Regions from separate parts of the Sus scrofa genome. Here region 2 is linked to region 1. The links are chromatin contacts, called in public promoter capture Hi-C maps. All regions are on one chromosome and are shown on one strand. Each heading gives the region's core, a stretch centred on a gene start, on an enhancer-like site or on the middle of the called end of the contact. The rest is flanking DNA. Distances are from core to core; before and after follow the strand shown. Region 1 holds the start of AKAP11 (A-kinase anchor protein 11). Region 2 holds the start of SUGT1 (protein SGT1 homolog).

What was found. Promoter capture Hi-C pulls out the DNA fragments that hold promoters and counts their contacts.
Region 2: a promoter capture Hi-C map of liver shows a contact between it and region 1, with 4 times the contacts expected there. The contact joins the promoter of SUGT1 here to the promoter of AKAP11 in region 1. A contact is called at or near these places in 1 of 5 promoter capture datasets (liver) and 1 of 2 datasets of contacts at active chromatin or transcription factors (skeletal muscle).

What each region holds. Positions count from the first base shown.
Region 1 is chr11:24,750,897-24,755,683 of Sscrofa11.1, reverse strand. It overlaps AKAP11 (A-kinase anchor protein 11), which reads left to right and starts at 3,274. Exons shown (of 13, transcript XM_021065623.1): 1 at 3,274-3,491.
Region 2 is chr11:25,903,091-25,907,690 of Sscrofa11.1, reverse strand. SUGT1 (protein SGT1 homolog) reads right to left here and starts at 2,249. Exons shown (of 13, transcript XM_005668449.3): 1 at 1,543-2,249; 2 at 1,388-1,445. The coding sequence starts at 1,580.

The DNA.
Region 1 (4,787 bases), core at 2,025-4,524:
CCCACTGAGCAAGGCCAGGGATTGAACCTGGGTCCTCATGGATACTCATCAGATGCATTTCCACTGAGCCATAATGGGAACTCTGGGCATGGGGTTTCTTTAGGGGGGAAATTGTTCTAAAGTTAGATTTGGTGATGATTGTACAACTCTGGGACTATACCAAAAAACACAGAATTGGGCAAATTCAATGGGCGAACTGTATGTGGATTGTATCTCCATGAAGCTATTTAAAAAAAAAAAGAAAAATGGATCCAGGAAATAGAGATATTGGTAGAAATGGATTTCAATCCTAATTTCTTCCCACTTTGTATGTGTTGGACTCGATCTAATTGTAGCTGGCAAGAGAGACCACAATGACTGTCTTACCAGGGTGAGTTGGGAGGATTTATGGCTGCATTAATGCATCTTAGGATGGTCGAGCCCATTGTTCATCTAAATTAGTAGTACCAGCAGCTGTTTCAGTTAATCATTGTAATGATTGCAAACAGTACTCAAAAGAGTACCCGATTCTTTCAGCATTGTATTTTTGCTTTTTAGGGCGGCCCCCGCAGCATATAAGGTTCCCAGGGGTCCAATAGGAGCTGTAGCTGCCCACCTACACCACAGCCATGGGGGATCCGAGCTGTGTCTGCCACCTACACCACAGCTCATGGCAACTCTGGATCCTTAACCCACTGAGTGAGGCCAGGGACGAACCAGAGTCCTCATGGATACTAGTCAGGTTCGTTAACTGCTGAGCCATGGCAGGACCTCTGTCTTTCAGCATTTGAAAAGGATGGTCTTAATTTGTTAAAAGAATACCTTTGTCTCCTTCAGCATTTTTTCCTTTCAAGGAGTAACCCTATGATGGTTCTTGAAATCTTATTTTTGTTAAGATCAATGCCCTGGATCTTTTAAACATTTATTTTCTATTTCTGAACTCTTGGTTAGGAACATGTGAATCATTATTTATTAAATACTACGCAGGTTCAAAATAGCTACAGAGAAAGGGAATATGAGATTGAGCAGGTGGCAATGCTTCCGTTTTCACACTCTGAGAAGGCCAGGGTTTCTCAGGGAGGCATTCCTTGTATCTGCATTAATCGGCTGCCTAGTTCCTCATGTGGGGTGTGAGTGTGTGTGTGTGTGTGTGTGTGTGTGTGTGACACATGCTTCCAATTTCGTTTGGCTTGTGCAGCTGACTCTGTTAGGTTTTTATAAAAATTCATTTCATTTCCCTTTCCAGCTTCCCTCTTGCTGGTGTATGCATGCCAAAGTGTAATTCAGGCTTAACTGCTCAGCATGTAGGCTAGTCCAATTGCCTTGTTTTATGTATGAGGAAGCTGACACTCAAGGACGATAAGGTACCTTGATTTGGTTGAGTCATCAGCTAATGAGTTCTTCAGTTGGAACGCAGGTCTCCGATTTCTATTTCTTTTCGTGAAACATCTTCCTTTTTTAGCCCTCAACCTCTTATTTTTCCAAACTTAAATTAGGAATAAATATCTGCATTGAGTATCATTTGATGTTGGTTTTTCTGAGAACTGACTTTTGGACCGAAGAGGTGGTTATCTGGATGTGGTAAAGGGAGGAAAACAATATCAAAGGTGACTTTCCCTTTGGGTCCTTCATTCTCCCATGTGACAAAATTTCCCATTTATTTCTCCTATAATACTTAAACAGCAGTAAATGAAGATGTTTTTAACAAACGGCAGCAAACAGAACCAGGACTCGAAGCTAAGGGATTTTAAGAATAGGAATATTAAGTTCATTGGAAATTAAATTTTTCTTTTTTTGTCTTTTTAGGGCCACACCTGTGGCATATGGAGGTTCCCAGGCTAGGGGTCTAATCGGAGCTGTAGCCACTGGCCTACACCACAGCCACAGCAACGCCAGATCCGAGCCATGTCCGCTGCAGCTGGATCCTTACCCACTGTGCGAGGCCAGGGATTGAACCCTCACCCTCATGGTTCGTAGTCATATTTGTTTCCGCTGAGCCACAACGGGAACTCTGGAAATTAAATTTTCAAGATTCTCTCTTATACAGATTACAAGTCTCCTAAACTCCCTGCTTCCCCTGTGGTCTCCTTAAGATCCATTCTCTGCAGGGAAGAGCTTAAAAAAAAAAAAATTTAAACCATAGTATCTCACCCCTATTTAAAACTCTTCATAGAAAGACAAAAAGACAACAAACAAAACAAACAACTCTCCAGTACTTTTCATCGCACTCAGAATAAACTCCTAATTCCTTTATTGGTTACAAAACCCTCCAGGATGTAACCCATTCTTGTTTACTTCTCTGAGCTTATTTCCTCTTACTTTCTCATACCTCCCCCCTCAAACCCAATTTAGGACCTTTGAATTAGCAGTTTCCTTTGCCTGGAATGCTCTTCCCTCTGATATTTGCACGCCTGTCATGAAACCCCTGCTTATATCTCTCCTTGTCAAAACAATTGCCAGCACGTTATTCACTCTGTTTCCTCTGCATAGAGGAACCAACAGATTATTTCTCTCCCCTCCCCGCCATAAACTCCCTAGAACCTCAATTTATCTGTCTTCGAGGCTGCTCAACTGAGTGCCTGGAATAATACCCAATATATGTAGGCTCTCAACAAAAATTTGTTAAATGAAGAAATGAACAGATGACTGTACCCTTTCTTCCCTGCCCGTCTATCCCAACCAGGGCAAAACTCATCATGAGGATACACTTAAAAATGTCTTTCTCATCTTTCAGGTATTTCCACCCTTGAGGAATAGATGTCTTCGAGGAGACTGCAACTTCGGAGGACTAGCCCTTCCGATTCTACCGTGATTTTACATACTAGCTTTTCATCTAGGTCTTGGTTTTTCTGTGACCAGTGCTTTACACTCCGATTCTGAAATCACGTAACGACATCAGGGTGAGCACTAGGGCCCGGAAATCTCTTGATGCTAATTGTTGAGGTTAGGAAAGGGCTGTAGGCCTGGTGTGCTGTGAGTGGTCCTCCCTAGAGATGCTGGGGAGAAGGGGCGGAGCCACCCAAAGATGCGCCTTTCTTGGGCCGTCAGATCTGGTGGCTGCCGGAATGAGAAGAACCCCGTGAATTAGAAGAAAGCAAAACTAGTCTGGGGAGAAGAAGGAGCCCAGCTGACCCTAGGCGGTAAGACCCAGGGGTCGAAGGAAAGGAATCAGAGCCTCAAACCAAAACTGCTGGGCAAGCCAAGACTTGGCTATTTTGCCAGAGGAAAGGGTTAAACAGTTGCCAAGGTAACGGGCCAGGAAGCGCGCAAGACGTCCGCCGCAGGTTCGTAGGTCAGCCTCGAGTTTAAAGCTCCCCTAGCCGAGCGGATTCTGACCAATGGCGAGGCCGCTGGACGCGGTCACGTGACTCGCGGGGCCGTTCCGCTAGCTGCCCCGGAGCACGTGGAAGGTTTTTCCTGTTGCTTCTTTCCTTCTTTCAAAGCCCACCCACTTTTGCGCGGGCTCGGTCGCGGAGTTCTTCTCGCGAGAAGTGTGCCACCCTCTCGCGAGAGTGAGTGGGAGGCGTGAGGACTAGGAGGTGTTGCGGGCTGGAGCTGCGGCGGCGGCGGCGGAAGCTGGGGGTGGGCAGGCGGGGGCGGGCCGCGGGGCGGGAGGGGGGAGGGCTGGGGGCCGCTGCGGGAGGGGGCGCCCGCCTGCTCGGCAGCTCGCGCGGCTGGTCGTTGCGGGCCGCTGACATGCCTGTGAGCTGCGGAGGCTGCGGCCCCCAGGTGAGCCGGGCGCGGATCCGCCCGCGACGTGAGCGGCGCCGTTGGCTGGGGTGGCGGCGGGGTGTGGGGCCGCTGTGGATGGAGCGGCCCGACTCGGGCTCTGCAGCTCCTCCGCTGCCCGCAGTCCCTGGTCTGACTTGGGGGCTGCCCAGAGCTACGCTTTCGCAGGGTGGTGGGAGGAGGGCGGGAAGAGCAAAGCGGAGGGAGGAAGCCATAGGCACCGGGGCGGGGGCGGGGGGGGGGGTGTCCTCAGGCTCGAGGTTGGGGGGGTCTTCCTGGGGCCCGAGTGTGGCGGCGAAGCTTCAGCCCTCTTGAATGACAAGCTCAGTTTCTATCCCCAGGGTGGTCTGCAGAGCCGGGTCCCGCCGGTGCGTGCTGGTGCGTGTGCTTAGTTTGTGTTCGTGGTGCGCGCACGGGGGCATATGCAGGAGGAGGACGTTGCACTTTGTCCCCGAACAGCATCCTTCACTGTCAGAACCCTTGAGCCCTAGAAACAGGCACAACCCAAATCTTGTGACGGGAGCGGAAAGCGCAAGCAGCTCCTTGGAGTGTTGATACTTGGATTTGCTGTCAAATTTTCTCCTTGGCTGTTTGATGGCTTAAATACTGGCCATCCATATTCCTAATGGATTTGGTATATTCTTGTATCCCAGGCACCTAACCTGCTTTATTAAAAAAAAATGTGGATGTGACCAAAGAATTAAAAGCATTGGCAAAATGACAATGGCAGTACAATCTAAATCTCCGTGATGTGACATGGTGACAGTCCTGTTTACCCTCTCCTCTAAAACCTTATTAAACTGGAGGTGGTTTAACTTAAGATGCTAAGGAAATTTCAGGGTGAGAAATACTGCTGAAACACATATCTAATGGCCTTAGTGCAGACTGGAATTAAAAATTCTGGTTCTCATTTCAGCTTTGTAATTACTCAGTTCCTTGCAAAACTTGTAAGCTTTTCTTAGCTTCTTGTTAGGGATGTTATATTGAATGATACTATTTTTGATATATCTGGGAATAGTCAGAAAATGCACACAGGAATAGGGTACTCAGCCATGCAGAGATGATTTTAATATCTTATG
Region 2 (4,600 bases), core at 1,000-3,499, 1.2 Mb before region 1:
ACTCACTACATTCATATCCTTTAGGAGCTATTATTATACAAACTGGATTTCCAAAGGAGGCATGGCGCCTAAGAGGACCATACCAAACGTAGATTCAGAACATGAAGAGCTATCCGGCCGACATTAGGAATTGTGGACAAAGTTCTGTGTCTCTAGTAACCTGACTCTGACACGGATCCCAGAAGCATCACTAGGAAACATCACAGCACAACAGAGTCATCAGCCACTCTGAAGGTCTTCATATCCAGACCCAAAAAACATACTCCAACCTAAAAGGCCCCACAGGACCTAGGCCTTCATTTCCTCCCCACCTCATCTCTTACTTCTCTTTCATCCCCCTCCAACTAAATGGCCTTCCTGCTGCTCCTTGTGCAGGCCAACTTCACGCCTACCTCAGGATCTTGAAACCGGCTCCTCTTCCTGCCTGAAATCATCTTTCTCCAGAGCTTCCAAGCTCACTCCCTCAGGCCTCAGCTCAGATGTCACCTCCTCAACCAACCATGTGGCAGATTTCTTTTAGAAGTCACGGTGAGGAAAAGGTTTTCCTGCCTCAAACTGCTCACCTTCCATGTGGTGGATCACAACTGCGAACCAAGGTTCCCTCTTGAGCTTCCAAGCAAGAGACACCTGGCTAAACTTTGGGACCCACTGCATCACGTATTCTTAATGTGGGCTCCCTTTATTAGTTTCAATCATGACTTCACTCTTGTTTTTTGCTTTCCTTTACACCTTTATAGCCTTTCATTGCACACAGAATGCCCACCAAGTCAGTTAAACATCGAACTAAGACTTTAACCCACAGCAATCAGTTCCTTGCACACAACAAAAACCCCAAGAAATTGTTTTGAGGAAGAAGCAAATGAGTGAATAATGAACAGTGACAGGACATCTGGAAATTTTCAGGCACACACAGGAAAGGTTTTTGTTCCAGTAGCGAGTTCATACAGGCACTTAGCACAGAGCCTGGTACATTAAAATGGCAAGGATGACTTAGTCAAGCGAAAAGCCGAGTTAACAAATATCAAGCCTAAAATTTCCTTTTTGTCCCTAATGCCATTAAAAACAAACAAAAAAAACCAGGCCCTTTCAGGCCAACTATGAAAGTCAACCACATTCCCAAGAAAGAAGGCAGGTTTTACTGAGACGCTCCGAGGATGCAGGAACCGTCTAGGAGAGGGAGGTAGCAAGAACTGGGATCTGGAGTGACTGGGCCGCTGATGGACAGAGAAAAGAGGCGGGGGTTTTCAATATCAAGACTGAGACACAAGACAAGCAGCAGCCCCGGCCCCGGGAAAACAGTGCTGCGAAGAGGCGGGGTGGGCCAGAACCCAACGCGGCCCCCCCGTTGCCCACAGCAAAGTGAAGGAAGCTGGACCAGCTCGCTCACCTCTAACGCCGCCTGGGGGTCCTCTTCGATCAGAGCATCTGAGAAGCTCCGGAAAAACCTGCCAGGAAAACAACGACTTCAGCAGGGCGCACTAACCAAGGAAAACAGAGGATGCTGGGTACTAATAAATAGCAAAGAAAAGGTAAAACACGCACCTTTGGGCCGTTGCAGGTCCCGCTGCAGCCGCCGCCATCCCTACTGGTCACTGTTACCGCTGCTGGAGCCGCTCCTACCGAGGTTACCAGTCCGCCGCCGCCCAAGGGGGAAACTTCTGGAGAAACACCAACCGAGCTTCCGTCCTAAGGAGCCAACGAGCAGCCACGCAGCGTGCCGCGGGGGGGGGGGGGGGGAGGGGAGGCGAAGCGCGGGCGCGGGGTGGGCTGGGACCGTGGAGGACCGACTCTCCCGGCCCGCCCCCTGGCCGGAGACCAGCCCCGCAGGCTCCGCCCCCTGCAGCCTCGGTTACGGAGGCCGCGGTGGTTCACGCTAGCCCTCCGTCCCGCTGCGCGCCCACAGTCCCGTGGAGCCTCCGGAGCGCTAGCTTGAAAGGAGTTTTGTACCATACTGTTCTCCTTCGGGAACGTGTGGACTTTGGGGGAGTTTATATGTCTGTTAATAACACAAAGCACATCGAGCTCCGTTTTTCCCTACAGCGCTCATCATGGCTCTTGGAAGCAACCGAGCCCTTTGTGACCCGTGACGTCATCCCGCGCTACGTGTTCTTTTCCGGGAGCGAGTTCCGGATGGCGCGGCGCATTGGTGGGTGCCGGCATCTTGGCGCTGGGAACCCTGAAGGCCGCGGACTTTCCGGAAGTCGTTCTGCCTCTGCGGAGGGTAGAGCAGAGGAAGCCTTTTGGTTCCGGGGCGGGTGGACTGTTCCATGGGCCCCAGGACTCCGCAGACCTAAGGTTGTCTTCCTCGTTGGCTTCCCAGACTAAGAAGAAAAACGTACTCCATCCGAAGGCATTGAAAGGAGAAATGGACCCTCAAGTTGTCTTGGTGTTACTTTACACCTAGTCGGACAGGCCCCCTCCCACTTTTGACCCATGCAGTTTAGATAGACGAAACTTCCAGCAGGTTCCACGGACCGGAGTCCGGGAGCAAGAGGGAGTGGGAGTGAATGGTTGGTTCCTCAGTAGAGATGAAGGAATAACTGAAGTTGAGTGTCTACTACATCCAAAATCTAAACTAAGTCCTGGGATTCAGTGGTGGTAATGCCCCCCAGAAACTTAAGTCAATTTAGTTCTAAGTGCTAAAAGGAAAGAAAGACAGTAGTCAGTGATGTGGTAACAAGGGGCTTTTAGCCGCCCATAAGGTCTAGGGATGGAATCCTCAAACACTTTGTACTCGAGCTTCAGTTTGGAAAGACGAATCAGTGAAGGAAATGAAAAAAGCAATTCAGACGGAATAGGATGAATGCTAGCAAGTGATAATGTGAACTCTAAAATTGATAGAGCCAAAATTCAGGCTAGAAGCAGAGAGGGCAGGGAGGTAGGTTATGTGCCAGGTCATAAAGGACTAGTTGTGGTCCGTTGAGAAGTTGGGATGAGCTTCTCTGAAGGATCCTAACCCATTATAAGATTTTTACTCAAAAGAAGGCTGTACTAGTGAAATTTACATTTTAAATGTTTATTATCTGTGCTATCAAAGAATAAAGGAAAAGAACAGTCATTGGGGAGTTCCTGTTGTGGTGCAGCAGAAACGGATCCAACTAGGATCCATGAAGATACTGATTCAGCCCCTGGCCTCACTCAGATAAGGAAACAGCTTTGCGGTGAGCTGTGGTGTAGGCTGGCTGCTATAGCTCCGATTGATTTGACCCCTGGCCTGGGAACTTCCATATGCCAAGGGTGCAGTCCTAAAAAGAAAAAAAAAAAGGAAAGAAAGAAAAAAGAACAGTTGGAAGACAACTGCTGTATTACAAGCCAAAGTGACTCTTATAAATAGGTCTGTAACAATAGGGATGGAGGGGATGGTAAGAATTGCAGAAATAACTAAGAAAAAACTGGGTTTGCTGATCTTTCCTTTTGTTTTGCTTCTTTTTAGGGTATATGGAAATTTCCAGGCTAGGGGTTATCAGAGCTGCAGCTGCCGGCCTATGCCACAGCCGCAGCAATGCCAGATCTGAGCTGCATCTGCGACCTACACCACAGTTCACGAGATGCTGGATCCTTAACCCACTGAGTGAGGCCAGGGATCAAACTCGCATCCTCATTAATACTAGTCAGGATCCTTACCGCTGAGCCACCACCAGAACTCTTGAGCTTTCCTTTTGTGATCAGTTCTTTTTGCATCTAGTATAAGGCTTTGCCTACTCAAAAGCCATGAACAGAGTCACCTGTGTTTTCTTCTAGATGCTTTACTATCATACTTTTCATGTCCAGGTCTATTAATTTTTATAAAATGTATGAGGTTGGGATTAAGGTTCCTTTTCCCCCTAAATGGATATCCCAGCCCTACATACTGAAAAGATTTATTTGCCATTCCCCCCACTAAATAATTATGGCACTTTTGTTATAAAGTAGTTGATCACACATATGTGGGTCTGTTTCCAGGTTCTCATTCCCTTGGTCTAAACTGGTACCACACCATTAATTGATTAACTTTATGAGCCTTTTTTTTTTTTTTTTTGCTTTTTTGGCCGCACCTGTAGCATATGAAAGTTCCCAGGCTAGAGTTCAAAAAAGAGCTGCAGCTTAACGCCATGGAAATGGCAACACCAACACCAGATCTGAGCTGCACCTGTGCAGCAACTTAAGGCAACGCTGAATCCTTAACCCACTGAGCGAGGTCAGGGATCAAACCTGCATCCTTTTGAATACTATGTCAGGTTCTTAACCCACTAAGCCACACCAGGAACTCCTATAGTCTTGGAGCCCTGTAACTTTTCCTTCAAAATTGCCTTGGCTAGTCAAAGTCTTTTGTATTTACATTATTTTATACGTTTTACAACACATTTCCATTTATTTATGTTTTACAATGACCCCGTCAAATTTTCCAAAAAACCCCAACAACAACCCTGCTGGGATTTTAATTGGGCTTGCATTGAATCTATAGATCAAGATCAGCCATTTTGGGGAAAACAGTCTCTCTTATTTATTTATTTATTTATTTTTTAAGGGAAAACAGTCTCTCTTATTTATTTATTTATTTATTTATTTTTTAAGGGCTGCAGCATATGAAAGTTCCCAGGCCAGGGGTTGAATTGGAGCT